Linked DNA regions of Mus musculus: regions 1, 3, 4, 5 and 6 are each linked to region 2. A link is a contact called in public HiCAR-type and HiChIP or PLAC-seq data. All regions are on one chromosome and are shown on one strand. Each heading gives the region's core, a stretch centred on a gene start, on an enhancer-like site or on the middle of the called end of the contact. The rest is flanking DNA. Distances are from core to core; before and after follow the strand shown. Region 1 overlaps Tmem161b (transmembrane protein 161B). Region 2 holds the start of C130071C03Rik (RIKEN cDNA C130071C03 gene). Region 3 has its middle 160 kb from the start of Gm34246. Region 4 overlaps Gm34196 (a long non-coding RNA gene). Region 5 has its middle 100 kb from the start of Gm41011. Region 6 has its middle 62 kb from the start of Gm41011.

The links. HiCAR-type assays count read pairs that join an accessible place to other places. HiChIP or PLAC-seq counts read pairs in DNA pulled down with a chosen protein or histone mark.
Region 1: a contact with region 2 is called in an H3K27ac HiChIP or PLAC-seq map of embryonic stem cells, with 7 times the contacts expected there. The contact joins the enhancer-like site here to the promoter of C130071C03Rik in region 2. A contact is called at or near these places in 2 of 39 promoter capture datasets (the SN4741 cell line and cranial neural crest), 7 of 484 Hi-C or Micro-C datasets (adipose-derived mesenchymal stem cells, cerebral cortex, embryonic stem cells and 3 more), 26 of 115 datasets of contacts at active chromatin or transcription factors (SST interneurons, VIP interneurons, astrocytes and 13 more) and 1 of 9 other capture datasets (embryonic stem cells).
Region 3: an H3K4me3 HiChIP or PLAC-seq map of neural tube shows a contact between it and region 2, with 4 times the contacts expected there. The contact joins the enhancer-like site here to the promoter of C130071C03Rik in region 2. A contact is called at or near these places in 6 of 115 datasets of contacts at active chromatin or transcription factors (VIP interneurons, astrocytes, embryonic forebrain and 3 more).
Region 4: an H3K4me3 HiChIP or PLAC-seq map of embryonic forebrain shows a contact between it and region 2, with 8 times the contacts expected there. The contact joins the enhancer-like site here to the promoter of C130071C03Rik in region 2. A contact is called at or near these places in 4 of 39 promoter capture datasets (the HPC-7 cell line, the SN4741 cell line, cranial neural crest and 1 more), 14 of 484 Hi-C or Micro-C datasets (LSK cells, cerebellar granule neurons, cortical neurons and 7 more), 20 of 115 datasets of contacts at active chromatin or transcription factors (the NIH/3T3 cell line, SST interneurons, VIP interneurons and 13 more) and 2 of 9 other capture datasets (embryonic stem cells and embryonic trunk).
Region 5: a contact with region 2 is called in a HiCAR-type map of astrocytes, with 5 times the contacts expected there. The contact joins the enhancer-like site here to the promoter of C130071C03Rik in region 2. A contact is called at or near these places in 7 of 115 datasets of contacts at active chromatin or transcription factors (astrocytes, embryonic forebrain, embryonic hindbrain and 4 more) and 1 of 9 other capture datasets (embryonic stem cells).
Region 6: an H3K4me3 HiChIP or PLAC-seq map of neural tube shows a contact between it and region 2, with 7 times the contacts expected there. The contact joins the enhancer-like site here to the promoter of C130071C03Rik in region 2. A contact is called at or near these places in 11 of 39 promoter capture datasets (the C10 cell line, the HPC-7 cell line, cranial neural crest and 7 more), 2 of 15 datasets of contacts at CTCF or cohesin (embryonic stem cells and large pre-B cells), 4 of 484 Hi-C or Micro-C datasets (cerebellar granule neurons and cerebellum), 8 of 115 datasets of contacts at active chromatin or transcription factors (differentiating embryonic stem cells, embryonic forebrain, embryonic hindbrain and 5 more) and 1 of 9 other capture datasets (embryonic stem cells).

What each region holds. Positions count from the first base shown.
Region 1 is chr13:84,282,321-84,287,054 of GRCm38.p6, forward strand. Tmem161b (transmembrane protein 161B) reads left to right here. Exons shown (of 12, transcript NM_175187.5): 6 at 391-542; 7 at 984-1,044; 8 at 1,665-1,805; 9 at 4,365-4,478. Among named protein-coding and RNA genes, the nearest start is that of Gm41011, 59 kb to the right of the region's middle. Within about 2 kb of position 3,406, at least 48 of the 459 cell types and tissues checked have an H3K27ac peak or open chromatin away from gene starts, as enhancers often do. A contact at or near this core is called in cerebral cortex, differentiating embryonic stem cells, embryonic basal ganglia and 7 more, where this site is marked.
Region 2 is chr13:83,720,028-83,724,308 of GRCm38.p6, forward strand. It overlaps C130071C03Rik (RIKEN cDNA C130071C03 gene), which reads left to right and starts at 1,354. Exons shown (of 4, transcript NR_152245.1): 1 at 1,354-1,628. It overlaps Gm52046 (a long non-coding RNA gene), which reads right to left and starts at 1,628. Exons shown (of 2, transcript XR_003950632.1): 1 at 1-1,628.
Region 3 is chr13:84,512,497-84,517,210 of GRCm38.p6, forward strand. No RefSeq gene overlaps it. Among named protein-coding and RNA genes, the nearest start is that of Gm34246, 160 kb to the right of the region's middle. Within about 2 kb of position 2,640, at least 9 of the 459 cell types and tissues checked have an H3K27ac peak or open chromatin away from gene starts, as enhancers often do. A contact at or near this core is called in neural tube, where this site is marked.
Region 4 is chr13:84,637,427-84,641,751 of GRCm38.p6, forward strand. The region is part of intron 2 of Gm34196 (a long non-coding RNA gene); the gene reads right to left. Among named protein-coding and RNA genes, the nearest start is that of Gm34246, 36 kb to the right of the region's middle. Within about 2 kb of position 2,010, at least 20 of the 459 cell types and tissues checked have an H3K27ac peak or open chromatin away from gene starts, as enhancers often do. A contact at or near this core is called in embryonic basal ganglia, embryonic brain, embryonic cerebral cortex and 1 more, where this site is marked.
Region 5 is chr13:84,446,008-84,450,877 of GRCm38.p6, forward strand. No RefSeq gene overlaps it. Among named protein-coding and RNA genes, the nearest start is that of Gm41011, 100 kb to the left of the region's middle. Within about 2 kb of position 3,429, at least 59 of the 459 cell types and tissues checked have an H3K27ac peak or open chromatin away from gene starts, as enhancers often do. A contact at or near this core is called in astrocytes, forebrain, neural tube and 1 more, where this site is marked.
Region 6 is chr13:84,403,104-84,407,764 of GRCm38.p6, forward strand. No RefSeq gene overlaps it. Among named protein-coding and RNA genes, the nearest start is that of Gm41011, 62 kb to the left of the region's middle. Within about 2 kb of position 1,613, at least 23 of the 459 cell types and tissues checked have an H3K27ac peak or open chromatin away from gene starts, as enhancers often do. A contact at or near this core is called in cerebellar granule neurons, cerebellum, differentiating embryonic stem cells and 1 more, where this site is marked.

The sequences.
Region 1 (4,734 bases), core at 2,156-4,655, 560 kb after region 2:
AATAAGTATGCCTGATAAGAGTAGCAGCCTAAAATCTCTTTAAAACCACTCCTTTTCAAGCTGCTGTTGTCCTGAACCTATTGGTTTCTCAAATTTTGTTGTTACTCCCATTGAATTTGAGTCTTATTCATAAGAAATACATTATGTAATTACAATTTAATTTTTACATACTTTTCCTTAATTTAAAAATATAGACTCATTAGATTTTCTCTTTGTGTTCTGTTTCCATTAAGATTTTCATTAGTTTTCACTTCCCAAGGACATCTGACAGACACTGGATAGAATCAAAGCAAATACTGGGTGTTCTTTTGGCATTTGCCTGATGTAAAGATGGCTGTGCATAGCTCCCACAAGTTATTTGTGGTTTTTCCTGAACTTTTCCTTTTGCAGCAAAGTTCTATTTTCATTAACTACACACTATTTTAAAGTAGAAGATGGAGGTGAAAGGTCAGTTTGTGTCACCTTTGGATTTTTTTTCTTCGTTAAAGCAATGGCAGTTTTGATCGTAACAGAGAACTACCTGGAGTTTGGCCTTGAAACAGGTAAAACTTTTATACAACTTTAAAAATCAGTTTTAGTTATATATTTTTTATTTTAGTATTTAAGTTTTGTCAGATAAATATTTAAATGTTGAGTTGGCTTATGTTCTAATTAACCTTTACTAATCTTCAATGAGATCTTTATTGTTACTGTTTTATTAGATTTTATTAACCTTGTTCCCAAAATGTTGCACCCTTAGTTTTTTCTTAAGGTTTAATTAATTTCTGTAATGCTAAGGAATTAATTTCAAATTTTCTGCACTCATGAAATGTACAAGTACCAAAGGGATGTTTTAGAGACTGTTCTTGCAAATAACTGATTTTTATTGCATCATAGCATACTTTTTAACACAGAGAAAGAGGCTAGTCATTAGCATATAAGATGCTGTGTTTTCTAAGAGTATATTTCACCCTATGATGACAGTAGTCTCTTTTTTCCTACAGGGTTTACAAATTTTTCAGACAGTGCAATGCAGTTTCTTGAAAAGCAGGGTTTAGAATCTCAGTAAGTTTTTGACAATTTGAGCATTATTTAAATTTAACGTTTTTCCTTCTTAAAGCAATTTTTACTATAAATAATTGATTTTAATCAGTAAAATAATTCCCTTATGATAGGACTCTCACTTCTCTCCCTCACTCATTTCAGTATTGGGATCTAACCCTGGGACCAGTGCATACAGACGAGCAGGTGCTCACCTCCAAACTCACTGTGAGAGGGGCTTACCCCTAAACTCCATTGCCAGCCCCCGGGTTACCACTTTTAGGAACACCTTACTCATACTGTGTACAGTCATTTGAAGGTAGACTTTCCCATCAAATTCTTAGCTATATTTGCTCTTACAATCCCACTGTGTCCAAAGATGAAATTAACTTATATCTGAGCCATATGTCATTGATGTGTAGCTTGGATTGTTGGCTATTATTTAAGAAATATCTGGTTTAGTTTATAGTTAGTTCACTATGACCTGTTAAGAATAAGATCAGTATGTATGTGTGTAGTACATAATTTGATGTACTGACGTTGTCATGACTTGTAAATTACCTGGATAGAAAAAATGGTTCTTAGTAAGTTATCAAAAAATTTATCAGTTGTTTTTTTTTTTTTTTTTTAAACTTTATTTCTAGGGGCCCTGTTTCAAAACTTACTTTCAAATTTTTCCTGGCTGTTTTCTGTTCACTCATTGGGGCTTTTTTGACATTTCCTGGATTACGGCTGGCTCAAATGCATCTGGATGCCCTGAATATGGCAACAGAAAAAATTACACAGTAAGCGGAAAATGTACATAAGCACATGCAGATAAATATATGTTTTCCATCTTAATTAAGGTATATTATTGTGATAAAATAAATTATTTTATTAAAAATTAATATTAATAAATATTTGATGTCACACCTGTTTTTAGTCAGCTATAAGTAGTTTCTCTTTGAAATTTCAGGCTAGTGTTAAAAATACATTTGTTGTTAAACTAATTTTTACCTGTTTAAATGAAAATGTTAAAGTTTATATTCTTTTTAATTCAGAGATTTATAGTATTTTGATCTCTACATTCAAATTGAAAATCTCATAGAAAAATTTTTTTAAAAAACTTTTTTTTAATACTTAAAGTTTATGTGTTGATTCAGATATTTTAATATCTTTATTTATGACAAATAATTTTAAGCCTGAGTTACATTTGTAAGAATGATTTTAAGTTGTTGATCTGCATGTTAAACTTCAAGTAATTCATTATTTTATTTCCAGATTGTAAATAATATGCAACACCCTGTATCCAGTTAGTTTAACCACCAAATCCTATTTTGATTCTAAGGAGAAAACATTAAACCTCTGCTCATGGCTCTGAAGCCATTGCTGTTTTCTGTCCTTATTTAGGGGTCTTTGTTTATTTGGTTGATTGGAGTTTTGTTTGTTTATGAATAGAGACATCTTTTTTTTCCAATTTTTTATTATATATTTTCTTCATTTACATTTCAAATGCTATCCCCAAAGTCCCCTCTACCCTCCCCCCGCCCTGCTCCCCTACCCACCCACTCCCACCTTGACAGAAGGGTGAGCTTGTATTTGCTTTCGTTTATACCCAGGATCTTCTTACCTGCACTGCAGGTCGTCCTTGAACCCTCCATCTTATATACATATGTATAGTCAGTAAGCTCCTCTAGGAGGACACTGTATTTAAGATACTTTAAGATCCTAATTCCTCTCTTTACATTCTTAGCTTTTACCTATGTTCTTTAATTTTCACTTTTCCCCTTGACTCCATTTTCTCCGTGTTTAGATGTTTACTTGTTCCTAGCTGCCCCGCCCCTGTTACACACTACTTCATCTTCCCCCACGTTTTTTTTTTTTTTTTTTTTTTTTTTTTTTTTTTTTTACTCAGCATGCTCTTCACTATGCCCTGCCTTTCCCACCACCCAGCTCTCTAAAGGCTTCTTTTAAGACAAAACCTGATCCCCCCCCCCCCTCTACACACACACTGCAGTCCACTAACCCCAGTGTTAGGATTTAAATAAGCTGAAAAGGGTGGGTGGAGGGGAGCCCTTCACAAGCTACTGAAACCGCTGTGGGCTGCTCCTTGATACTGGAGTGTTCCCTAGCAACACTGCATACCTAATACTGCTCTTTCTTCCCTGCCCTCCATGGTTTACCAAGACTGTGGGATGAAAGAATCACATTATAAAACATAAAGCATTTAGTGATGGTTGGAGAGAGGGTGATGCATCTATCTTCAGTAAAATGTGGCTTTATTTTAAGGGTTTTCCTTGTGGGAATTTGGGATTTTGTGTTATTTCCAGTTTTTTACAGCCTCCTGTTGTGGTACAGCACTCACGCTGTCATGCTGTAACAGTATGGGCAAGCTAGTTCTGTTGTGGGTAGCCTGAGTGGCAAAGGAGCAGCGCAGACTGCACCCCTATGGCAAGGCAGTGCAGCTTGTACTGTGGTTGGGTTGTTCCTGACTCAGCCCTGTGTCCTCCAGACCTGTCCCTACCGTTTGTCTGTGTAGTAATATTTAAAAGTCTGTGTGTTTTAAAACCTATAGTTAAGCCTTCTCTATGGTTGATAATGAAAGCAGTGTGTTGTATTAAAATAGTGTAACAAGTCTGTCTTTTGTTCCAAAGAGAAAACTTTTGTCAAGCCATGTGTATCTGTAGGATACAGATTTAGTTAACAGAGAGGTTGCAGCTTAATCCTGATATCCCTCTTCTGCATTAGGAATGTAGCCCCAGTGTGGTGGCTCATGTCCGTAGTTCCAGCTTTTGTGAGGCTGAGAGTAGCATGAAGGCCAGGCTAGGCTGTATAACAAGGTGTGTTCCATAGAACCAAAAATAGGGGGGGGGGGGTACATTATCTTTATTTGTATATGGTAAATTAATTTCATCTGTGTTTATAACAGTCCAAGAAATAACAAATCTTGAGTCATTTGTAATTTTGGCATTATAAATGATCATTGCATATTGCAAGGTTGCTCAGTTGTAAACTGTTGTGTTTCATTTGCCATTTGCCTTCTGATAAGACTTCTAATCACTCTCATTTATTTGTGAATAATAAGCAAATGTTCAGTTTAGCTGTGTTGAAAATTTTCAGATGACGTGTATGTATATTCCCTTGTGATCACTGTAGATAATCATTAAAACACCTATCATTGAGTCCTGGATTTAAGGGATTGTCATTGAACTTTCTAGGTCCGTATGTTCTCACCTGAAACACTAAGATAATGACTCAGCTCTTAAGGATTCTGGTTAACAGTAAATAATTAGAAATGCTATACCCTAGTTACACTTGCACATTTTGTTTCTAGATCTTTATGTGTATTTCTTGTATATTTTCAGAACATTACTTCATATCAACTTCTTGGCACCTTTATTTATGGTTCTGCTCTGGGTGAAACCAATCACCAAAGACTATATCATGAACCCACCGTTGGGTAGAGAGAGTGTCCCTCTGTAAGTATGGGTACTTGAGTCCTATGTTTTAATTCACTATACATCAAAGTTGCTTTTTTTAATTGTAGGTAGGTTTGTTCATTTTTTTTTAGACAGAGTATCAGTATATTGCCCGGACTGTCCTGGAACTCACTGTGTGGATCAGTCTGGTCTTGAACTCACAGAGATCTGCCTGATTCTTCCTCCTGAATACCAGAATTGAAGACATGTCACACTTCTAAAGTTTTTTGTCTGCCTGCTTTTATGATAAGGGGAG
Region 2 (4,281 bases), core at 104-2,603:
AGTGTTTAGATATCGATGTTTTAAAACTTTTTCTCTTTATGAATTTTTCAAACCGACCGCGTGCACCCTCCGTGACTCCCCCGTGTCTGTGCATTAAAGGCGTCCATGAAATCATTGTATGGGGCTGGTTTAATGCGGTTAACAGAGAACTAAAGGGTTGTCTGTGTCGGAAAGCACGGTCCCATTTCTAATCCCATCACGTACTGAAGCGGTTTTGTGTGAATCTGTGGCTTCCACCTTTATCCACCCTGGATGTTCCTACTCAGGAAAACCTTTCCAACCGCTCCCAACTTCGGACGGTTGGCAAAATATCTTGTTTTCTGCCCTACTGATTGCTTTTCATTTTCAGCTTATTTTCATCTTACTTAACAATAATAAATGATCCTTGCAGTGTAAAACCTCAGTTTAAATGATCCGTCGTGCTCCAGCCTCGTTTTTTTTTTTTAAACTTCGAAATGTAATGTCAAATACGTTTAACTTGCTCCTGTCTTCAAGATGCAGGAGACCAAAACTACTTTTGTGCCAGATTTTACCTTCTTTCTTGCTCAGAACGTGCACTGCGCGCTTATATACACACATGCGTTCACGCGTGAGCACAAACACAAACGTACACACCAATACACACACATATAGAGAGGGGGAGGGGGGAGAGAGAGAGAGAGAGAGAGAGAGAGAGAGAGAGAGAAAGGAAGGAAGGAAGGAAGGAAGGAAGGAAGGAAGGAAGAAAGAAAGAAAGAAAGAAAGAAAGAAAGAAAGAAAGAAAGAAAGAAAGAAAGAAAGAAAGAAAGAAAGAAAGAAGAGGAAAGGGCATAGAAGAGGCAGAGATGCCCAGAGGCAAGCGGAGAGTCGGGGCTCCGCTTAACCCGGGCATTGGGAAAGCGGGGCTGGAGGTGGAACAGGACTCAACCGACCGCAGCCGCTCAGGCCACGGCGTTAAGCCGCCAGTGAGGGTGAGGATGCCCTGCGGGCTTCCGCACTTTTCTGAAACCAAACAGGATGGCTAGGCTCCCCGGCTGAAGTAAAAGTTCCGGAGGGTTTGAAGGCCGTGGAGAGTCACCTCGCCCGAGCAAGGAGGCTGCCTGGGGAAGCGGCCTCGTGGGCTGGCTGAACTGGGTGGAAGCCCTCGCAGGGGGTCCTGCGGTGCTAGCTTTTGTACCGCCCCGCCTAGGCCAGTCCGGAGCTGACGCACCAGCTCCCCAGAGACGCTGGGGGCGTCGCACTGCAGCTGGGTGGGGAGCAATTTATTCCTGGCGGTCACATCCCACCCCATCTTCTGTTACTCCACCCTACCCCTCCCATCCCTCCACCTCTTCCTCCTCCTCTTCTACCAACGCCCGCACTATCTTCTGGTTCTTCTCCTCTTCAACCTCCATTCTCCCCCTCTCCCTTCTTTTCCTCTCTCTTTCACCCTCCCCCACTCTTTCGTGTCTCTTTCCTCCTCTGAATAACCAAGCTGTTTTGCTTCCGAAAGTAGAGAGAGAGGGAGAGAGAGAGAGAGAGAGAGAGAGAGAGAGAGAGAGAGAGGAGAGAGAGGCCTTGCTGTGAATGGAAGACAGGAGGGACTCTGGTACATCTGGGAGTGGAAACTTGATGCTTCTGGGCTGTGATTTGCCAAGGTCTCGCCAAAGGTGAGTACTCTGGGGGCCCGAAGAGCTCTCACTTGGAAGGGTCCAGACCCCGCCCAAATCTGAGAGTCTGGTGGTAATCAAACAGCGGTTAAAACTGGGATGGAGTGAAGGTCGGGGAAGGGCTACAGCGTAAGGGTTCCAGAATAAATGGGTGCCAGTGCGCCTTGTAGCTAGCTTGTGGCTCAGGCTCCCGCCTAGGGCTGCTTCCCAACCTGCTAAGGTCATCCGAGACGGCTGTGACTTCTAGAGCCCTCTCCCTATGCGGACCTGCACCTCCGCTCCTTACATACCCTCGTTCAAGTGACGCTTTGGTATCAGGAAGTGAGAAAGTATTCTTCTCTCAGACCTTTAAAAGGGAAAGTTTGGCAAGGTGGGCGCTCTTTGGTTCTACTATCCCCTCGATTCTAACCTAGGATCCCTAGATTGTACAGGATATTGTTATTTTCCTTTTATAAAGAATGACTTTAACGAAAATTCGTATGTAGTCAAAAAGATTATTGGATCACCATGACTGATCAGCTGCTGCTGACCTACCAATAAGCGTTATTTAAATATACACGCACATTCGTGCGTGCCCCCTACACGCAAACACACTCGGGGGGGGGGGGGACGTCTATATGTAATGAGTAAGACAGCTCGAAGTTACCAAGAATTAAGAGGGAATCAAAAAGGCTTTTAAGTGTTATGTATGCATCTTCCATTTGTGTGCAGATTGGGGTGGGGGGGTGCCTGTCTGTTGCGTGTGTTGTCAGCTGGTTCTAGTTTCTAAGCACTGAGTGTTGCCAAAGGCTGGAGCCAGCACCCACCATTCACCTTGGCACCCTAGCGGCAGAACAGGACTCATTTGTTTGGTGCCAAGAGGTGAGGACCTGGAAGAGACTGGGGTGTAGTTAGGTCGGGGGGGGCCCCCTGCCATCCATTACACCTGCGGCAGATGGCTCAAGTGGTAGAATGGTTTTGTTTGCCAGAATCAAGAAGGGAGGAGGAGAAAATTCAGCCTCGCCCTACTGAAAAGAAGTACAGTAAAGAGCCAGAGAGATGAAAGAAGCCATCAAAACCAAGGATGCTGAGTCCTGGGCAGTTAATGACCTTGATACCTGGTTCCAATAGATAACAAGGCAGAATTTTATGAATGTATTTTTTGATCAAATGTTTTACACACACACAACACAACACACACACACACACCTCCGCGTAGATGCACACAGGTGTTCTGGGAGAACCTCTCCATGGGAGCTGACTTAGGAAGCTCTTCCTCAGAGCTTCATTCCCTCAGACTGCCAACTCATACACATAAAGGCTCCCTCCCTAGACAACCAACTATGGATTTAAGCAGACTTCAAATGTACCAGTCTCCTTCTCACAGAGTAATGTTTTCTGATCAATACTGCCACCCTTGCATCCGTTTCTTCATGTTACTCAACAAGCAGGGAATGGAATAACTGTGCCTTCTCTGGAGACAGTAGACCATGGGCATGTGACAAAGAGCCCAGTCCCAATCTAGTAGTTCAGTCTGTTTTCATTTCTTTAATTCTGTACTAAAGAGAGAGTTATATCAAGGGAGACCAAAACACACCAGGATTCTGTCTCCACCCTTCACACTAATCACAATGACCACTCACATCTATGTTTTTATAGCAAACATTTTCATGTTTTTTTATGACATGAATTATTATGCTGACCTAATTTTCTGTTCTAAATCAAGCAACTTTCCTTTACCCAGGGTATAATATGCTGACTTGTTGGCACTGGTTTGCATGCAAACACCAAAAAATTCCACCATTTTAAAGCACACGTTCCACTTTTCTGTATTTTTCACATCAGGGCTCAAAAATGTTTAAAGTTATACCAAAGACAGTGAAACCAGAATCCATTCTAGCTATGATTTGGGGGTGACAAATAAGATACATTCTAAAGTCCCACACAGAGAAGGGAAAAGGAACACTGCCGCTTTCCAAGGTGCTTGCAAGACCTAAAAACCCCTGTGAACTGGGTTTGGTTGCCTGGTGTATGTCTGCCCAGTATAGTCTAATTGTTCTGCAGTCTTTTCCCTCTCCTTCTCTCTCCTATGAAGGCTTCATTTTTCAAGAAGAAACCTTAATACTCAGCAAGATATAAGGCTCATTGAGAAGGAATAGAGCTCTGTTTTATTCAGTATTAGCAATGTGAGTTTACTCACACACCACACACCACACAGATTGCTAAGTGTCTATCTCAAGGTTTGAGTGCATATGTTACAGAACATACTCCTATCCACTTTCAAGAAAATTAGAACAAAAACTGCATTTATAAAAATGAGCTGAGACTTCATGAACAGTTGGGAGATTTTTTTTAAAAAAATAAATAAAAAGAACATAGAAAACTATATTTTAATCATCTGTTTTTAGGGAAACTAAGAGCTTCCTGTTTTATTTAAAGAAAAATGTAATTAGCAAACCTTTGCAATTATTCAAAATGGAGACAATAATTTGGCTATACCAAGGCTTCTTACCCACATGGGTGAGATATTTTAGACCGTTGTTCCACTCACTATTCTACAGCTAAGGGTATTCGATAGGAAATCCTGACCTTAGATTAACAGGTGCATTCATTGTTTTAAAAACTGGGATTTGTTAATAAGTGACATTTTAAATTGAAACCTCAAAGGCTTCAA
Region 3 (4,714 bases), core at 1,390-3,889, 790 kb after region 2:
AAAAACGACAGTAGTTTCAACAAATGGTGCTGGCTCAACTGGCGGTTAGCATGTAGAAGAATGCAAACTGATACATTCTTATCTCCTTGTACAAAGGTCAAGTCCAAGTAGATCAAGGACCTCCACATAAAACCAGATACACTGAAACTTACAGAAGAGAAAGTGGGGAAAAGCTTCGATGATCTGGGCACAGGGGAAACATTCCTGAACAGAACAGCAATGGCGTGTGCTGTAAGATTGAGAATACACAAATGGGACTTCATAAAATTGCAAAGCTTCTTTAAGGCAAAGGACACTGTCAAAAAGACAAAAAGGCAACCAACAGATTGGGGAAAGATCTTTGCCAATCCTACACTTAAGCTAATATCCAATATATACAAAGAACTCAAAAGTTAGACTCCATAGAAACAAATAACCCTATCAAAAATGTGGAGAGCTACCCAAAGAATTCTCAACTGAGCAATACTGAGTGACTGAGAAGCACCTAAAAAAATATTCAACATCCTTGGTCATCAGGGAAATGCAAATCAAAACAATCCTGAGATGCCACCTCACACTAGTCAGAGTGGCTAAAATAAAAAACTCAGGTTACAGCAGATGCTGGCGAGCATGTGGAGAAAGAGGGACACTCCTCCATTGCTGGTGGGATTGCAAGCTGGTACAACCACTCTGGAATTCAATTTGATTGTTCCTCAGAAAATTGGATACAGTATTACCTGAGGACCCAGCAATACCACTCCTGGGCATATACCTTGAAGATGCTCCCGCATGTAGTAAGGACACATGCTCCACTATGTTCATAGCAGCCTTATTTATAATAGCCAGAAGCTGGAAAGAACCCAGATGTCCCTCAACAGAGGAATGGATTAAAAATATGTGATACATTTATACAATTGAATACTAATCATCTATTAAAAGCAATGAATTTATGACATTCTTAGGCAAATGAATGGAACTAAAAAACATCATCTTCAGTGAGGTAACCCAATCACAAAAGAACACACAGGGTAAGCACTCACTGATAAGTGACTATTATAGCAGAAGCTCAAAATACAGAAGATTCAATTCACAAACCATATAAAATTCAAGAAGGAAGACCAAAGTGTGGATACTTCCATCCTTATTAGAAGGGGGAACAAAATAACCCATGGAAGGAGTTACAGAGACAAAGTGTGGAGCAAATACTGAAGGAATGACCATCCAATGACTGCCCGACCTGGGAATCCATCCCATATACAATCACCAAATCCAGACACTTTTGTGTGTGCCAACAAGTGCTTACTGACAGAAGCCTCTTATAGCTGTCTCTGGAGATGCTCTGCCACTGCCTGACAAATACAGAGGTGGATGCTCACAGATATCCATTGGACTGAGCACAACGTCTCCAGTGAAGGAGCTAGAGAAAGGACCCAAGGAGCTAAAGGAGTTAGCAGCCCCATAGAAGAAACAACAATATGAACTAGCCAGTACCTCCAGAGCTGCCAGGGACTAAATCACCAACCAAAGAGTACACATGGTGGGACTCATACCTCCAGCTGCATAAGTAGCAGAGGATGGCCTAGTCTGTCAGCAATGGGCGGAGAGGCCCTTGGTCATGGGAAAGATCTTTGCCTCAGTGTAGGGAAATGTCAGGGACAGGAAGCAGGTGTAGAAGGTTTGGTGAGCAAGGGTAATGGGGAAGGAATAGGGGGTTTTCAGAGGGGAAACAAGGAAAGGGGACTACATTTGAAATGTAAATAAAGTAAGTATCTAATAAAAATTAAAAATTAAAATAATTCAAGCCACTTTCTAAGACCATTTTCCCTTTCTTATATGAAGATACAATTTTCTATTCATGATTATCTATGACAATGTGATATTTAATTAATTAGCTAATAGAAATATAGAGCACGTGCTGCATAAACCAAAGCTGGTATTTCATTCCTGTAACTTTATGAAGTTATACGTTATTATGGAACACAGAGAGTCCAGCCTAGTTCCAGACTATACCAAAGCTAAATATTTTACTTTATAATATCTTTTTTAAAATGAGTTATGAAAAAATATTTCTATATGCATCTTGCTAAATAATTAGTTGGCAAAGACTCTCTCCAGGTTTTACTCTTGCACTCCAGGGTTGAGGTTTAGTGACTTGATATGTAGCTTCTCTTCAGTACCAACATAAACCTGGCTTAAATTTTATCTAATCAGTTAAATATGTTTAAATTATGGCCTATAGGTTGTAGGAACCAAGAAAAGTTTGTAAGCATTTTACTGAAATTCTTGAGTTATGAATACTGTATAACTTGTGTTATATTAGATTGGGTTGAATTTAATGTATTTTTTATAGTGCCTAGATGAAAGGAAATGAAAAGAAAAAGCCATTTCTATTTGGACTAATGCTTTTTATTTTGGAATGTAAGTTCAATGTAATAAAGAAGGAAAAAAAACACTTAGAAAAGTAATTGATACCACTGGTTTTGAAAACATTGGCAAAGGGTTCCCCTTTCCTTTTCCAAAGGCTAACTTCCAAACACAGTCTTAGCCTGGAGTTTTAAACTGTCTCTTGTGCATAATTACCACTTTCCAAGTGCAGACTGCCAAGTGTTCAAAGAGCAAAGTTTAGTCAAAGTTCATCCTTAGGTCACCCACCCTGGAACCATCAATCTGGACAACCTCTGGGTAACCTCTTCCCAGCTACCAGATTGGAGCAGGAGCCTTTGCAGTCTCATTAGAGCATGCAACAATTAATTTGTCTTAAAGAGGAAATTAAACAGTCATGTACAGTGTAGAGACGAGGTCAGAAAGTGGACCTTGGGGGTCCATTCACAGCCTCTGTTTGGGGGTCCTCCTTAAGCCTGAGGGGAGGTGGGGCTGACTCTGAAGAGAAATAATTGTGTAGGACAAATCTGACAGAGCCCCTGTGACAAACAGTACATAAATAGAAGAGAAATGTAGCCTGAGACCAAGTCTGCAGTGTTTGCAGTGGGGCAAATGCAAGCCTGTCTTTCAGGAGACAGGGTGAGAACTCGGGCAAAGATGGCTTCCCAAATTCAGTGTGTGTTAACCCAGAAACGCAGTACTGTTGTCCTTGAACTTACTTTTTACGGTGTCTTAGACTTTTATTCATAAACTAGAAGTTCTCTCATGAGAAAACAGGAAGAAAATGTCTAATGTGGAGTTTTATTGATTCAGTGCTGTTTGTGAATTCATAGTGAATTGAACCATTCATTGTCTGTTATAGATACAGTTTTTACATAATTAGAGAAGTTGAATGGTTAATATGAACAATAAACATAGAGAACTTTGAAAAAATAGATGAGATGATACATAGTCAAAAATATAATACTTATTATATCTTAAAAGAATAAAAATTATTAAATAGTCTTATTAACTACTCTCAAACTGTGAAATCTATGCATCCATCCATCTATCTATCTATCTATCTATCTATCTATCTATCTATCTATCTATCTATCTATCTATCTATCTATCTATTTATCTATCATCTACTTCTATCATACCTTTACTATAATGGATTTTATTATTTGGAATCTAACATTTACATAATGAAATAGCTAAAATCACAATATATCTTATATGTGAGGCTGTAATCACATTTATAAAAGCTGTTTAATTCATCTATAATACTAAACTATAGATTTATTGAGTAAAGTACTATTCAGTGTACGATAATAAACAAAAACTGGATCATAAAGGTAAAGAAAGATGTCATAAAGAACTTTCTCAAAGTTACAGAAACTGGAGAGTAAATGCATTAGAATAATTAAAGCACTGTAGGAAAGGAAATCTATTTACAACATCCAAAGAAAACTCTGAAATTATCCTTAAGTTCAATGATTACTTATCATAAATTGTAGAAAATCCATATTTCATTGTGAGTAAAGTGTCTAATCTATAAATTACCATTTAATATTAATTTTTTATTCTGCTTGTTCCATATCATGCTTATCAGTTTAATTAATTAAAAAGAACTAATTTCTAATTTTTAAAAAATTAAAAATAGAACTGCTTCTATAGTCTAGCTTTAGTTCCATACCATATCCCTTGAAGCAGTCTATATGTTGAGTAAAATTAATCAGCCTTTAAGTTTCTTTTATGACTCTTTGTAGTTATCCTCTTTTCCCCACCTGTCTTCGAAATTTCTAGTTTTCCATATCTCATGTGGCATTGTCAGGTTTTGAATTTTAATGGTCTTAATGTTGGTATAGTGCTCATGATGTTTTAATTATTCACATAATTTTATTACTTCTTTGAGAATTCCATGTGGTGTGTTTTGATAATTATTCATCTCTCACTCCTCCCACTAACTCTTACCTGATCCACCTGAACCCCTACCTCCTTCTAAGTTTGTATATTCTTTAAAACATGAACAACTATGGAATCTCATTTGTGCTGCTCATATATATGAGACTCCATAGTTGTCACACATATATATATATATCACCCTTGAAGCAAACTTATTTTACACCCCACAGAATGATGATTAGAGCTGTATTCATTTACCTGCAGCCTGGAGGTTTCACTATTTAAAAAAAAAAAACAGCAGAATAGCACTCATCATATCTGTTTGATACATTTCCACTATGCATTAATTAATTAATTAATTAATTAATTTCCATTTTGTGGTTTTGTGACTAGAGCAGAATGAGCATGGATAAATAGACATCTCTGCAGCAGCATATAGAGTCCTTTGTAAATATACCCACTCACA
Region 4 (4,325 bases), core at 760-3,259, 920 kb after region 2:
AGTCACTGTATTTATAAAGCTTTGCTTACCACTAACTAGAGAATAGTTATTGCCATGAATAGATAACATACATGACTCGATAAGTTTTGTCTTTGATTTCAAACATTGCAATGATTTCCACAATGAAGCAAATGTTGAGATGAGTATGAGCTGGAGATTTGGTGAGATATGAAACAGGCCTAGGAATCTATTTTATGCTGGAGGTTCAGTACCTGGGAATTCCAGTTGACTTCAGGGTGTTCATTTAGGCTAGTCAAGGAATGGACACATGTCATATGAGTGACTCACAAGGAGTTAAAACTTACTTCATATTCAATGTACAGAGAGGGACACTCCAAACCAGTAACAATTGAGAGAGGAAATTTATCAAAATACACAAAAGCCTTTTTATTTTTCTCTTTGACCAGAGTTTGGCAGCGTGCCTGTTTTCATGGGAGACTCTTGCTTATGATCTTTCCAGGACACAATATGCTACTTTTCTTTTTAACTTTACAAGTTTAATATGAAAATATATTTACAGAACTACTTATACTTTATCTTATTTTCATAACAATGCTTACTAAAATAAATCAGAAAAAATATTCTTTGATTTTTGCTTTTTAAAACACCATGGAATCCTAGGAACTGTGGATGTAGTGATAGAAATAAAAGACTATAAAAGGGAAAATTTTCAGTTCCATAGAAATTTGGGGAAATACACTCAGAGTACTTTGAGATAAATAATATTAGATCATTTGGAATTATCTATCATAGAGCATATCCCTCTCTCTGGTGGTTAGAACATCACCAAGCATGTGTTGGTTTACATAATGAGCAAGATTAAAATAACTTCTAAGAGTCCACATGCTGTCAAATTTGCTGCTATTTTTCCATATGAAGCAAATCTCAGACATTTATTCTCCATAAAATAGGTAAAAAAAAAATCAAAAGCCCTCTAATTGGTAGAAATTCTCAGGGCAGGTCTATAAAGTTCATTAGTGCTCAGACATTTAATAAGCAAATGTCTGCTCAGGGACACCAAATGGCCTCAGTTCCTATTGAACACAAGTCTCTTTTCAAACCATTGATGTGAAATGATTCTATTGACACTAGCTTTTGAAGAAAAACTTTAGTTGAAGGGAACTATGTCCAACATTTATCTCTATTGGTGGATTTTTTTTCATCTTATTTATTCTTCTTTTATTTTGTATGTGAGAAGGAAAAAACAAAGTCAGATCAAACACGCCTATGGAACAAAGCACCAGGATTCACACCAGTGTGCTAGGAATGGGAAGATTTTGCTCCCATTCGCTCTGAAAGGCTCTGATGAATTTTCCCATACCCTATGCACAGGAACAACAGTGGATGCCTCCTCCACTGGAGCACGATGTCTAAGAAATGCATCTCTCACTTCATTTCCAGTGTCCATGCTTTCCTGGACATGTACCTTAAGCTTCTTTTTCTCTTTCAGTTCCTTTCATTGCCAAAACGAAAGGTAACTTTGGGAGTGAACATGAGTAGTGAAACTTAGCTCTGGAGACAAGCAGTAACTTTTCATTTCAGAGTTTTGAAAATAGCTGGTTCTAAATTGTTTAGACGGACTGTTTTTACTTTGTTATGTCATGATATCAGTTGAGTAGAGACGGCCTTCTAGACGTTGCACAGTTTCTCGTCTCTTTGAAGTCAATGCTCACTACATCTCTACTCTCTGCTGGTCCTTTAATCAGTGTCCAGTCTGTCTGATGAGAATAGCCCCAGGATGGAGCCCGAGACCAAGCCATGGGCAGCACCCCTTTGTCCTACTCACATGGATGGGACATGATTCCACAGGATTAGCCAACAATTATATGCTCTGAACTGATCAATTCAGTCAATTTACTGTGCAAAGTAAATTGATCCTTCAGAACAAAGGTTTCTGTCAGCAGGGAGCTACCTGAGAAAGCAGCATGCCTGTGTAAACAGTTCTGTCCTTCTCCCAGTGTGGAGTGGCCCCACGCCATATGGTGCCACTATGAACTTATTAGCTGACGGATTAACTGATCTCTGCATTTGGGATCCCCAGTTTCCAGCTGTGAGAATGATTGATGGGCTAACTACTGCTCCAGTCTTGGAAGTTATTTCCTCCATTTAACAGAGTCAAGAAGACAGAAAATTGCCCCCTTTGTAAATGCTAATCTCACCACTCCTTCGAACACCCAACATAGCAATTTATTCAAGGCAAAGTCTTAAAATTGGTATAGTGCACATCAAATGCATACTAATTAGCAATTTCTTTTGAAGGCTCCATCACTTATTAAGGGTCTCCTTTTCCATATGTTCATCATGCCCCACTTCACCCTTTAATTACAAAACAGCACTTTCAACTAATTGCGAGAAGGTATATTGTGCCTGGAATCTGTATTACACACTATACCTTCTGATGCCTAATTTAGGGTCACATGGAAGGCAGACAGATAAGCAGGCGGAAAAGCTCAGAACCATCATCTGCAATTTTAGGCATATTTGGGCATTGTCAGGATGAATGTTTCATCTACAATGGTGTCTAGGACACTCTTCAGTGGACACTGTGCAGAAGAATGGGGTGAATATTAGGTTAACAATTGGGATCTTTTCCAGATTACAAAGATTATTGGATTGGATTATTTAATCCAACAGAATGATATTACATTTGTTACTTTACAATTTCTTCAATCCCAAATGTTGAAAAAAAACTTTTAAGTCCAATAAGCAGTCTTTTAAGTATAATAGCTGGATTATAGAAGGAAGAATTTTGCAAAATACACTGGAAGGATGCTCAAAAGAAATATTTCCTGTTGTATAATGGTGATGTTTTTCTTTATTAAACCACAGTTCTTATGCAATCTAAATGATCCTAATGGCTATCCCAATTATTGGTCTGCCACATACAGTCTGCCAATGTCACCTTCATCGCAATGCTGAGTGCTAAAGAATGGGACCTTTCTCTTGCTCCTTTTATGTAGTAGTCCCTGAAGAGACTCTGGTAATAATTCTTCCTTCTTAATGTTGGTCCTGAAAGCATTGGTGCAAGTTTAGGCTTCACGAATACTCAGGCTGCAAAATGATGATAGAATCAAAAAAAACTTGATTCATGGTGGTCGAAGATCAGGTGAAGTGTGACCCACACTCCAAAGGAAGTTCATTTTTCATAAGCTCCACAAACTTGATGTCATCACACACACCAGCAAATCAGTCAGGCCCAACCATCCTAAGTTAAGATCATTTCAAGTTAGTTTTCAAAACTGTTCCTAATTGTGAACTAATAGATGGGAGACATAAAAAGAGTGTAAATGGCAAAAAAGTCCCATTTTTTATGGAAAGAAAATTTAAGGACTTTTGAACAGATTTGGGATGTTTGCTGCCTCTAGCCACACAGCCTTTTCAAATCTGAGTTTCATCTCTATATAATAATCATTATTGCTTACTACTAATATTTTATTTTCTAAGTTCTCAAGTTTAGAATTGTCTTACTTGAGATTATGTTCCCAACTGTTATTGACCTAGGATTTTGTTGCAGGGTTTTTGAGGCTGTAATTTGGGGATGATTTGCTTTTGATTCTCAGCTTTACAATCTGGGACTCCTGGTGGCAGTCAGAATTCACTTCAGAGCTTTAGACTAAGTCTGGCTGGCTGGTTTATGAGTCTGCTAGGAAGCAAAGCTGAGGTCTGCTTCCTGCACTTACAGGCTGGGTTGGCATCTATAGTTTATCAACTATCAGCAATACACTCTTCATTCTTATTTTTCTTTTCCCTGAAGAGAACATAAAAAGTTTACTTAATATTTTTATAGAATTTTAAAACATAACCCCAAAATTCATATGAAAGCACAAAAGACCCCAAATACAATTTCGAGTAGCAAGAATGAAGTTGGAAGTACCACAATGCCAGAATTTAAGGCATATTGCATAGCTATAATAATAAAGACAGCCTGGTACTTGTAATAAAGATAAATACAGGCCCATGAATCAAATACTCAGAATTAAACCTATAGCCAATTGCTTTGCAACAAAGGAACAGCATATACCAGAGAACAGAAGGTATGTTCAATGAGTGATGCTTGGAAAATGACAGCCATGTGCAGCTTCACAGCAGTAACAGAATATTCACACAGCACAACAGGTGCTAATAGGGATACAGAGGAAAAGCAAGTCCTACCCACTGTAGGTGAGAATAGAAAATTACTATAGAAGTTACAGGGAACAATATAAAGTTCCTTGCAAAACCAAAAATTGGATCAATCACAAAGTCCAGGAATTTTACTTCTGGACATATATTCAAAGGAAATGAAATCATACCAGAGAGATATAAGCACACCCATATTTATTGTA
Region 5 (4,870 bases), core at 2,179-4,678, 730 kb after region 2:
ACCAGAGACACTGAAACTTATAGAGGAGAAAGTGGGGAAAAGCCTTGAAGATATGGGCACAGGGGAAAAATTCCTGAACAGAACAGCAATGGCTTGTGCTGTAAGATCGAGAATTGACAAATGGGACCTAATGAAACTCCAAAGTTTCTGCAAGGCAAAAGACACTGTCTATAAGACAAAAAGACCACCAACAGACTGGGAAAGGATCTTTACCTATCCTAAATCAGATAGGGGACTAATATCCAACATATATAAAGAACTCAAGAAGGTGGACTTCAGAAAATCAAATAACCCCCTTAAAAAATGGGGCTCAGAACCGAACAAAGAATTCTCACCTGAGGAATACCGAATGGCAGAGAAGCACCTGAAAAAATGTTCAACATCCTTAATCATCAGGGAAATGCAAATCAAAACAACCCTGAGATTCCACCTCACACCAGTGAGAATGGCTAAGATCAAAAATTCAGGTGACAGCAGATGCTGGCGAGAATGTGGAGAAAGAGGAACACTCCTCCATTGTTGGTGGGATTGCAGGCTTGTACAACCACTCTGGAAATCAGTCTGGCGGTTCCTCAGAAAATTGGACATAGTACTACCGGAGGATCCAGCAATACCTCTCCTGGGCATATATCCAGAAGAAGCCCCAACTGGTAAGAAGGACACATGCTCCACTATGTTCATAGCAGCCTTATTTATAATAGCCAGAAACTGGAAAGAACCCAGATGCCCCTCAACAGAGGAATGGATACAGAAAATGTGGTACATCTACACAATGGAGTACTACTCAGCTATTAAAAAGAATGAATTTATGAAATTCCTAGCCAAATGGATGGACCTGGAGAGCATCATCCTGAGTGAGGTAACACAATCACAAAGGAACTCACACAATATGTACTCACTGATAAGTGGATACTAGCCCAAAACCTAGGATACCCACGATATAAGATACAATTTCCTAAACACATGAAACTCAAGAAAAATGAAGACTGAAGTGTGGACACTATGCCCCTCCTTAGAAGTGGGAACAAAACACCCATGGAAGGAGTTACAGAAACAAAGTATGGAGCTGAGATGAAAGGATGGACCATGTAGAGACTGCCATATCCAGGGATCCACCCCATAATCAGCTTCCAAATGCTGACACCATTGCATACACTAGCAAGATTTTACTGAAAGGACCCAGATGTACCTGTCTCTTGTGAGACTATGCCGGGGCCTAGCAAACACAGAAGTGGATGCTCACAGTCAGCTAATGGATGGATCACAGGGCTCCCAATGGAGGAGCTAGAGAAAGTACCCAAGGAGCTAAAGGGATCTTCAACCCTATAGGTGGAACAACATTATGAACTAACCAGTACCCCTGAGCTCTTGACTCTAGCTGCATATGTATCAAAAGATGGCCTAGTCGGCCATCACTGGAAAGAGAGGCCCATTGGACACGCAGACTTTGTGTGCCCCGGTACAGGGGAACGCCAGGGCCAAAGGGGGGGAGTGGGAGGGTAGGGGAGTGGGGGTGGGTGGGTAAGGGGGACGTTTGGTATAGCATTGGAAATGTAAATGAGCTAAATACCTAATTAAAAAAAAAAAAAAAAGGACAATAAGAAGAAAACAGGTAATGGCTATTTTCTCATTTCTAGTGAAAAATATGACAGATTTCACTAATATGTAGTAAGGATTATTTATTTCCATTATAAGTACTCTTCTTTTGTGAGAACATAAAAATAAAATAACTGGGACTGAAGAGATAGCTCAGAAGTAAAGAGTTTGTACTGTTTTTACCCAAGCTTAATCCCAAATTCCATGTGGGGCAGCTCATACTGCTTGTAATGGGCACCTGCATCCACGTGCACATGGCTCCACATTGATGAACACACACACACACACACACACACACACACACACACACACAATTTAAAAATAACTCTTAAAAAACAAACCAGAATAGCTGCACTTCTGCCCTGGGGGAATTAACAGAAAGCTGGACTAATACTGATTTTGAGTGGACTTTGAGAACTTGTCAAAACCCTACCCATAGAGAATGCTATCATGCCTTGTGATGCTCTGCTTTTTCTTATTGCTCAATTCAATCTGGTCAGTTAACACCTGCCAATTTGGGAGGGTATGATTCTTATGCATTTTGAAGTTTGAACTGTAAAAATTTAAAAACTGAATCAACATAGCTTCTGAACCATAATGCAGAAGCCTTGAAACGAGCAGCATGTTAAGAAATGTTGCCCAAATTTCTAGTCATCTAAAAGTATTTAGTTCCCACATCCTGCCTCATATCTTCTACCCAATGAAATTAGTCTTCAGAATGAGAACTTTTAGTCCACATTCCTGCCACTTTTATTACAAACCATGCTGAATATAGTGTTGTTAAGTAAATTGTTCATGAAGTGGATGTTTTGGGCAGGTGTTAAATGTGGCTGCATCCTGCCCCTTAAATAAGTTCTGCATATGTAGGCATAGCAGTTGAAAAATGACCATTGCTAACTGTGTGGCATGTGCGTATAATTTTGTCCATGCATCATGAGTGTATAAGACAAAGTGGTCTCTCTCTCTCTCTCTCTCTCTCTCTCTCTCTCTCTCTCTCTCTCTCTCTCTGCCTCTCTCTCTCTCTTGTTTAAATACAACTGTATTCAGTTCATCACATTGGTGGGAAACATCTTGTGGCAGCACTGGGATAAGGCCTGTAGCAAGTTATTCAGTCTAACAATTATTGCAAATTAGAACCTTATTCAGGAAAGAATATCAATTTGGGAGTAGATAGAACACATTAACTATAGCTAATTCAAACCTTCTTTGAATGGGGCACATTTTCTTAGAAGGAGCCATAGAGATAAATGCATCACGTGAATCTTAGAAACAAACTGCTGAATGAAGATATTGGTGGACTGAGGCTATTCACTTCCATTTACAGAATCCAAATTGCTAAAGAGTCATGGGAAGGCAGGAAAGAGGCTTGTTTTTAAAATGCTCCCCGACGTTTGTGTGCTGCGTTATCCAATGTAGTATCTCATTCTGTTGCCACCCGGAGTCCCATTCACTGGTTTGTTTAACCTCAAAGTGGGAAAGTAACTAACACAAATACCTCCATTGTCCATGCTCTAATAGAATTAAGATTCCCAATACACTGCCTGCATTTGGATGAGGTTTGTTACACACTAGCTTTTATGGTCACACCCCTTTCCCTTGATGGTTCTTAAGAATGGCAGAAGCAGGAGTCCAGAAATTTTGTAAGCTCATAAATATGAAGCACACTGTGTTTGAATAATGCAAGGGTGCTGATACAAATGGACCAATGCCAGGAAGCTCAGAGTGAAAGCTCACAATTCATCCTCCCATCACAATGAATAAGAAGGAAGGAGAACGGGGCAGTGTGTTAGCTATAGCTATGCTGCCAGGAAACTCGGGTAGTTCTGTCTAATGGGCCGGTGTGGCACAGAGCTCTGAATCACACACTGTTTACCCAGAAGACAGGAAGTAGGGCTATTATCCTACACAAAGGCTAGCTTTACAAGTTGGGGAATTACGTAATAATGTTTGTTTCACACCACACAGTAGCAGCTTGAGTAGCTGTAAACTTCTGGAATAAATCCATGTCTCCTGTTTTGGCAGTCACTGTCAGATGAGTGCAGAGTGTTTAGTTTGGAGGCAGGTACTATGTGACCATGTGCCAGGACCAACCCAGATTTCACCAGCTAGTCTTACTAACTTGTAGCCTAGTTATGACACCTGCTACTTCTCCCACTAGCAAAGTTAAAGGAATTGAGCCTGGGCTGGGAAACCCTGCAGTACGATGACCAGGCTGTAAGCCTCTGTTCTGCTTGTGGACAGACTCCTTGTTCTAAAACAAAGTGCCATGATTTAGTAACCATATTTTCTTTAATACACTGGAGTTTGCCACGCAGTTATTTAGGACTACGTTAGGGGTAAGAATGTTTCTCTGTCTTCAACCAGATTGAACTTGGCTAGGTACTTTTGAAGGGTGCTAGCTCAGTACCTGATGATCAGAAAGAAAATATTTGCCTTTCAAAAGGCAATAATGAGAGGAAAATAGATTTATTTTAATGAGGAATTCTTTTTAATTTTTAAAATTTATGTGTTAACTTTACATCCCAATAGCAGCCTCCCCTCTCCTCCCAGTACCTCCTCACACAGATCCTTCCCCTATTTCTCTCTATGTCTCCTCTGAGAAGGCGGAGCTCCCCTGGGTATCACCCTGCTCCCAGCACATCAAGTTACTACAGGACTAGGTGTATCCTCTCCCACTGTCGCCAGACAAGGTGCCTTAATTAGGGGGAGGATCCATAGGTAGGCAATAGATTCAGGGACAGTCTCTGCTCCAGTTGCTGGGGGACTTGTATGAAGACCATGCTGCACATCTGGTACATATGTGCAGGGATAGATGAGGTAGGTCCAGATGATGCTTACTCTTTGGTGGTTCATTCTCTTGGAGCTCCCAAGAATTCAGTTAGTTGACTTTGCTGGTTTTCATGTGGAGACCCTGTCCTTAATGAAGAGAGATGGACTGGAGAGATGGCTCAGAGGAACATTGGCTCTTCTTCCAGAAGACCCAGGTTTGATTCCTAGCACCAACATGGCAACCCAGCAGCATCTGTAATTTCAGTTCCAGGGGATCTGATGACTTCTAGCCTCTTTAGGCACCAGATACTCATGTAGTACACAAACATACATATAGACAAAACACACATACACATTTATGTTAATATATGTATTTTATTTTCAAAATCCCTGTGCTTATATAATTAAATTTCATGTAACTCCACATTACCCATTCTCTACCTTGTTTCTCTCACAGTGAGTTTGTAGTGATCCTGATTTCTCAATGCATGAAGTGACCATGGCT
Region 6 (4,661 bases), core at 363-2,862, 680 kb after region 2:
AAATAAGAATACCATTGCAAGCCTCCCACATAAGCCTGAAGCTGACCAGAATCAGGTGGGCTGCAGGAAACTGTGGTTGGCTAACCTGCTGACATGGGGCATGCATATTGGGTATAACTGTGGTAACTGTTTGCTCCTTTTGAACATAAAAATTCTGATTTTTTTGGGGGGGGGCGGGGTTTCGAGACACGGTTTCTCTGTATAGCCCTGGCTGTCCTGGAGCTCACTCTGTAGATCAGGCTGGCCTCGAACTTAGAAATCTGCCTGCCTTTGCCGCCCAAGTGCTGGGATTAAAGGTGTGTGCCACCACGCCCAGCTAAATTCTGACTATTTTTAGTGATCGTGTGGTTACTAGGCTCGCAGGGTCATGTGTATAGAGTAACTGTGAAGTCCAGCGCAGTGATTTGCCTAGATTTTGCATCAGGTGTGAAGATACCAGACATCCTTCAGAGGGAAGCCTTCTGAGGTCATGTTATTTGCAAAATTCTCGATGCAGCTTTTGAAGGTCCTAGGATGCCTCACAAGGAGAGAAGACTGTCTCCCCTTGTTCCTGATGTACTCAGTATTTTTCCCCGTAGCTCTTCTTTCTCCTTAAGCATGCAATGGACATCAACAGCTTGCTAAGAAGGTTTAAAACTTTTCCTCTTTCAAAATAAAGATTGTGAAATGCTTTTTATTTTATATCAGAAAAGAGTAGTGAAATGAGAACATACGTAGTAAGATTATGTAAAAATCTAGGAAAATTGAAGAAGCATTTCTGTTTAAAAAAATAACGACCACTTTGAAATAAACATCCATAGTAATAATTCTACATATGTTTTTGACTTGGAATTATAATAATGGCAACTCTGATTTGGATGATACTGAGAATTAATTCATAGCATATATATATTTCCTTTAAAGAGCACCCAACAGCACACAAACACTGGCACAGGGGAGAGGCTACACTTTCAAGTTGGGAAAGTAGTTTTGGCTTGGTTTCTATATTGCACATCTTAAACTTAGTGTTTGGTGTGTACTTGGGTAACCTGGGTGTATTGGTTATAACCTCTGTTAAGAGATAGCTCTTACAAAATTGTAAGATTACAGCAATACATAATTATTTATAACCCTTGGCTCTCAGTTGTTTTTTAATTGATTTTCCCCAGGAAAAACTGACATAAGTGTAGCTTTCTATTAAAGTGTATTTACAATGATGATGATGACAAAAACAAACAAAAAGAAAATAGAAAAGAAAGAAAGAAAACACTAGCAACAAGAAACAACCCAGGCCACTTACAAGTACACAGGCACATGCACACGCCCATTAACACAACTCATTCCAGTCCCAGATTACAGAGAACTAAATTAATCTGCTAATTTCAAAGCAGTATTCTGCTCTGGTCATCTCACTACATGGCTGTTTCTTTGTAGGACAATGTTAGACACAGGCTAACTGGGTTAATTGCAGCCACATGTAGATTGTCTTTTTGGATGACAAGACACTGTCTTACAATTGATCCACACACCATTGGGGGACTAATTCTGAGCTTCCTTTCGGCTCCGTGCTCATCCAGTGACAGACCGCAGCTACCTCCAAGCTCTGGGCCACATTCGCCCGGGCTTGTCGGGAGTGTGGGAACAGACACAGAGCTGGGTCAGAGGGCACGGAGCCAATGTCGCTACATGTGTGTCTCGCCTTTTGTGCGGCTCTGGCTTCGTCCTACTTTATGCAGATTTCACTTCTGCGAGGTCCAGATTGTGCCATATGGGATCCCTGTGTATGACCAGCGAGGCTACCTGCCTGTGAGAACTGTTCTGATGAAGGACTATCCGAGGAACTGCGGCCTGGGCAGTTGTTTTTCCCAGGAGATGGTCACATACAGAGAGAATTTTTGTAAGGGGGGCTCAGGGGCGATGTCTGGGGCCAAAGCCATCCTCAGTGTCTGGGAAAAGAATTGTGTGTCTGGTTCTTTACTGAGAGTGAGCATGGAATTGGGGACCTTTAAGGGCATAGCTTTCTGAATAAAAATGGTGTGTTGTTTCTTTGTCCGTCTCGTCGTTTCCCCCACTTTTTTCCTCACTTTTTATTGCTACTTTTTGTGTGACTTTTTATTACCTTCATGAGTTATGATGTTTGCTTTCCTTCTACCTGATGATGCTTAATGTTAAAGCTTCATATTAGCATTTTTTCCCTGATGGATTTGGGTCCTTGGCCTTTCTCTTACTTCATTATCCGATATAAAACATTCCATCTTTCCCCTTCTTATCCCTCAGTCTTTGTCTCTGCCTCTCCTTTCCAACTGCTACTCGTTCTTAACTTCTTAGCTTTCTGGGTTATATGGTTTCATCTAACTATTTTTGAGAGAAGTGCTCATTTTATAGTTACTAAATAAAAAAAAAAAAAAAAAAGAAAAAACATGCCGTCTCCCCTCTCTTGTCTGCTCAGTCTTTTTTTTTTTTTTAACCTCCTTACCCTGTCTATAAAACATTTCTTCTTCTCATTCATTATTTGACTCTCAGAAGTAATCCTTCCTACCTCATTTAAGAAGGAAGGTTTCTAAACATTAATGTCCCACTTCCTAGTTGTTACCTCACATCTCTCTCTCTCTCTCTGGCTGTTGTGAAACTGCAGATTTTGTTTTGTTTTTTGTTAGTGCTCACTGCTGTGTGTGTAGGATCCTGGCTTTTTAGAGTGGAGGTTTTAGTGCCCCACGTAGAAAACCACAGAAAGGAACAGTCAGAGCCCTGGTCTGATTGTTAGAGCTCTTTAGCCTCTTTCTTAATTTTTGATTTATTTAAATATGTCTCAAACTCTGCTCTGTGCCCCTCCAGCCTAAGTAAATAAACACCCACTTGTACGTGTGACTAACTTTATTCTTCATTTGAAATTCTTCATTTAAAATAACTCCTGGGAAGGTTATAGGGGCACCTATGTATTGTGGTAACCTTTCTTTGTGAGTTATAACAAAAGATGAGACATAGACGCTCTCCTCTGGCTTACGTTTCACTTCAGTGGGAATTTTTTTTTTTTTATAACACACACTATGCTTTTATTAATGCTGTCGAAACTCTCATTTTCCCCAAATACTTGGTGATACTTATCTGATTTTTTATAATAACAAATTCATTTCTTTATTTTGAGATGTAGTCTTGTATTAAAATATAAACACTACTGGGTGGACAATATATTCAGTCACTGATGCCACTTAAATATTTTCTCCCAAAGGATTCAGTTTTGGACACTAAAATTTCACAAAGGAAAGTTACAAATTGGGGGAAGTTTAGCAAAATTCAAGGTACAATAAATTTGGATTTTCCTATTTATGTCCTGAGCAAAAAGTTAGCTATTTTCCATAGAATGAAACATTTTCTTATCCTTCCTTGTTTTTTAAAGCTCCTGGTGTACACCTGTTCACTCAGGATTACGATTGTTCTTCTTATTAAGGTTTAGCAGTATTAAGTATTGTAAGGGCTTGCTTCTGCTAGGATAATGCTTTATTAATCTATATTCCAAGCACCAAAAGAATTTTTAAGAATGTCATCTTTCATTTTCAAAATTATCTCAGCTTGATAAAACATCCAGTTCTTTATTCAGGTGGCAGAGATAAAGGAAGAATTTTAAATGGAACTCTGTATTTATTGCCTTAAATATTTTTGAACTATTGTTTTTATTGCATTTTATTTACTGCATATTTATTGTTCTTCATGTCTTTCACTTGTTCTCTTTGATGAAATGTTTATTATTATTGTATATGTGCATGTGTACCTTTGATGCCAATGCCAAAGCCTACTTGTGAAAGCCAGAGGACACCTTTGAGGATAGGATTTGCTCTTCCTGCTAATTCTCAGTGCTGGGCAGAACTTGGCCTTCTCTCCTAGATACTATACACAAAGTTAGAAGCTCTCAGAAGTAAGCTGAGTCATGAGGTTAAGAGTAAATCTAAATCTGAAAACTCTAGTCCATTTGTGTCCATTATTTAACTCCCAACCAAACCCTCAGTTCTCTTTGCTGTGAACTGGGGATAATACAATTTGCCTCTCCCAGATATGTAAGAATTAAACGAGACCATCTCTACAAGGGCCTGGTGCAGAAGGAAATACATGCCTCCTTCCTCTTTTATGGTTCCATGCTTAAGGCAAGCTATGCTTTTAAGGTTTCTGTTTGAAGCATGACATTTTCTTTTCAACGTTTAATTGATTCTTTGGGAGTTCAACGCCAGGCACCTGAGTTCCACTCATCTCTGGGTCCCCTTTCCCTTGCAATGTTCCCAAAGGAAAATGAAAAACAAAACAAAACAAAACAAAACAACCAAAGCGTAGAAAAAAAAATCTTGTAATGGAAGCTGTAATGTGCCACAGTATGTCTCACAGTATACTCCTCTCTCCACACAAATGCTCATTGCAATCAGGCATTGGTCTGATTCGAGGCTTTTGACTTCTGACACATCATTAATATTGGCTCCTCATCAGGACTCTTGTTGTTGCCCATGTTGTGGAGATCACAGGACTGGCCCCGTTACATACACCAATCGTTCACAGATGATGTAGACTGTTTGGTGGGCCAACTCAAAGCCCTGGATCTGTAGCTGGATGCTAGCTGGTCAACCTGCCCTCCCAGCCTTATATGCACCACTATGACGAGGTATCACCATTGCCCTGGCTAGCTCACTCAATGCTGC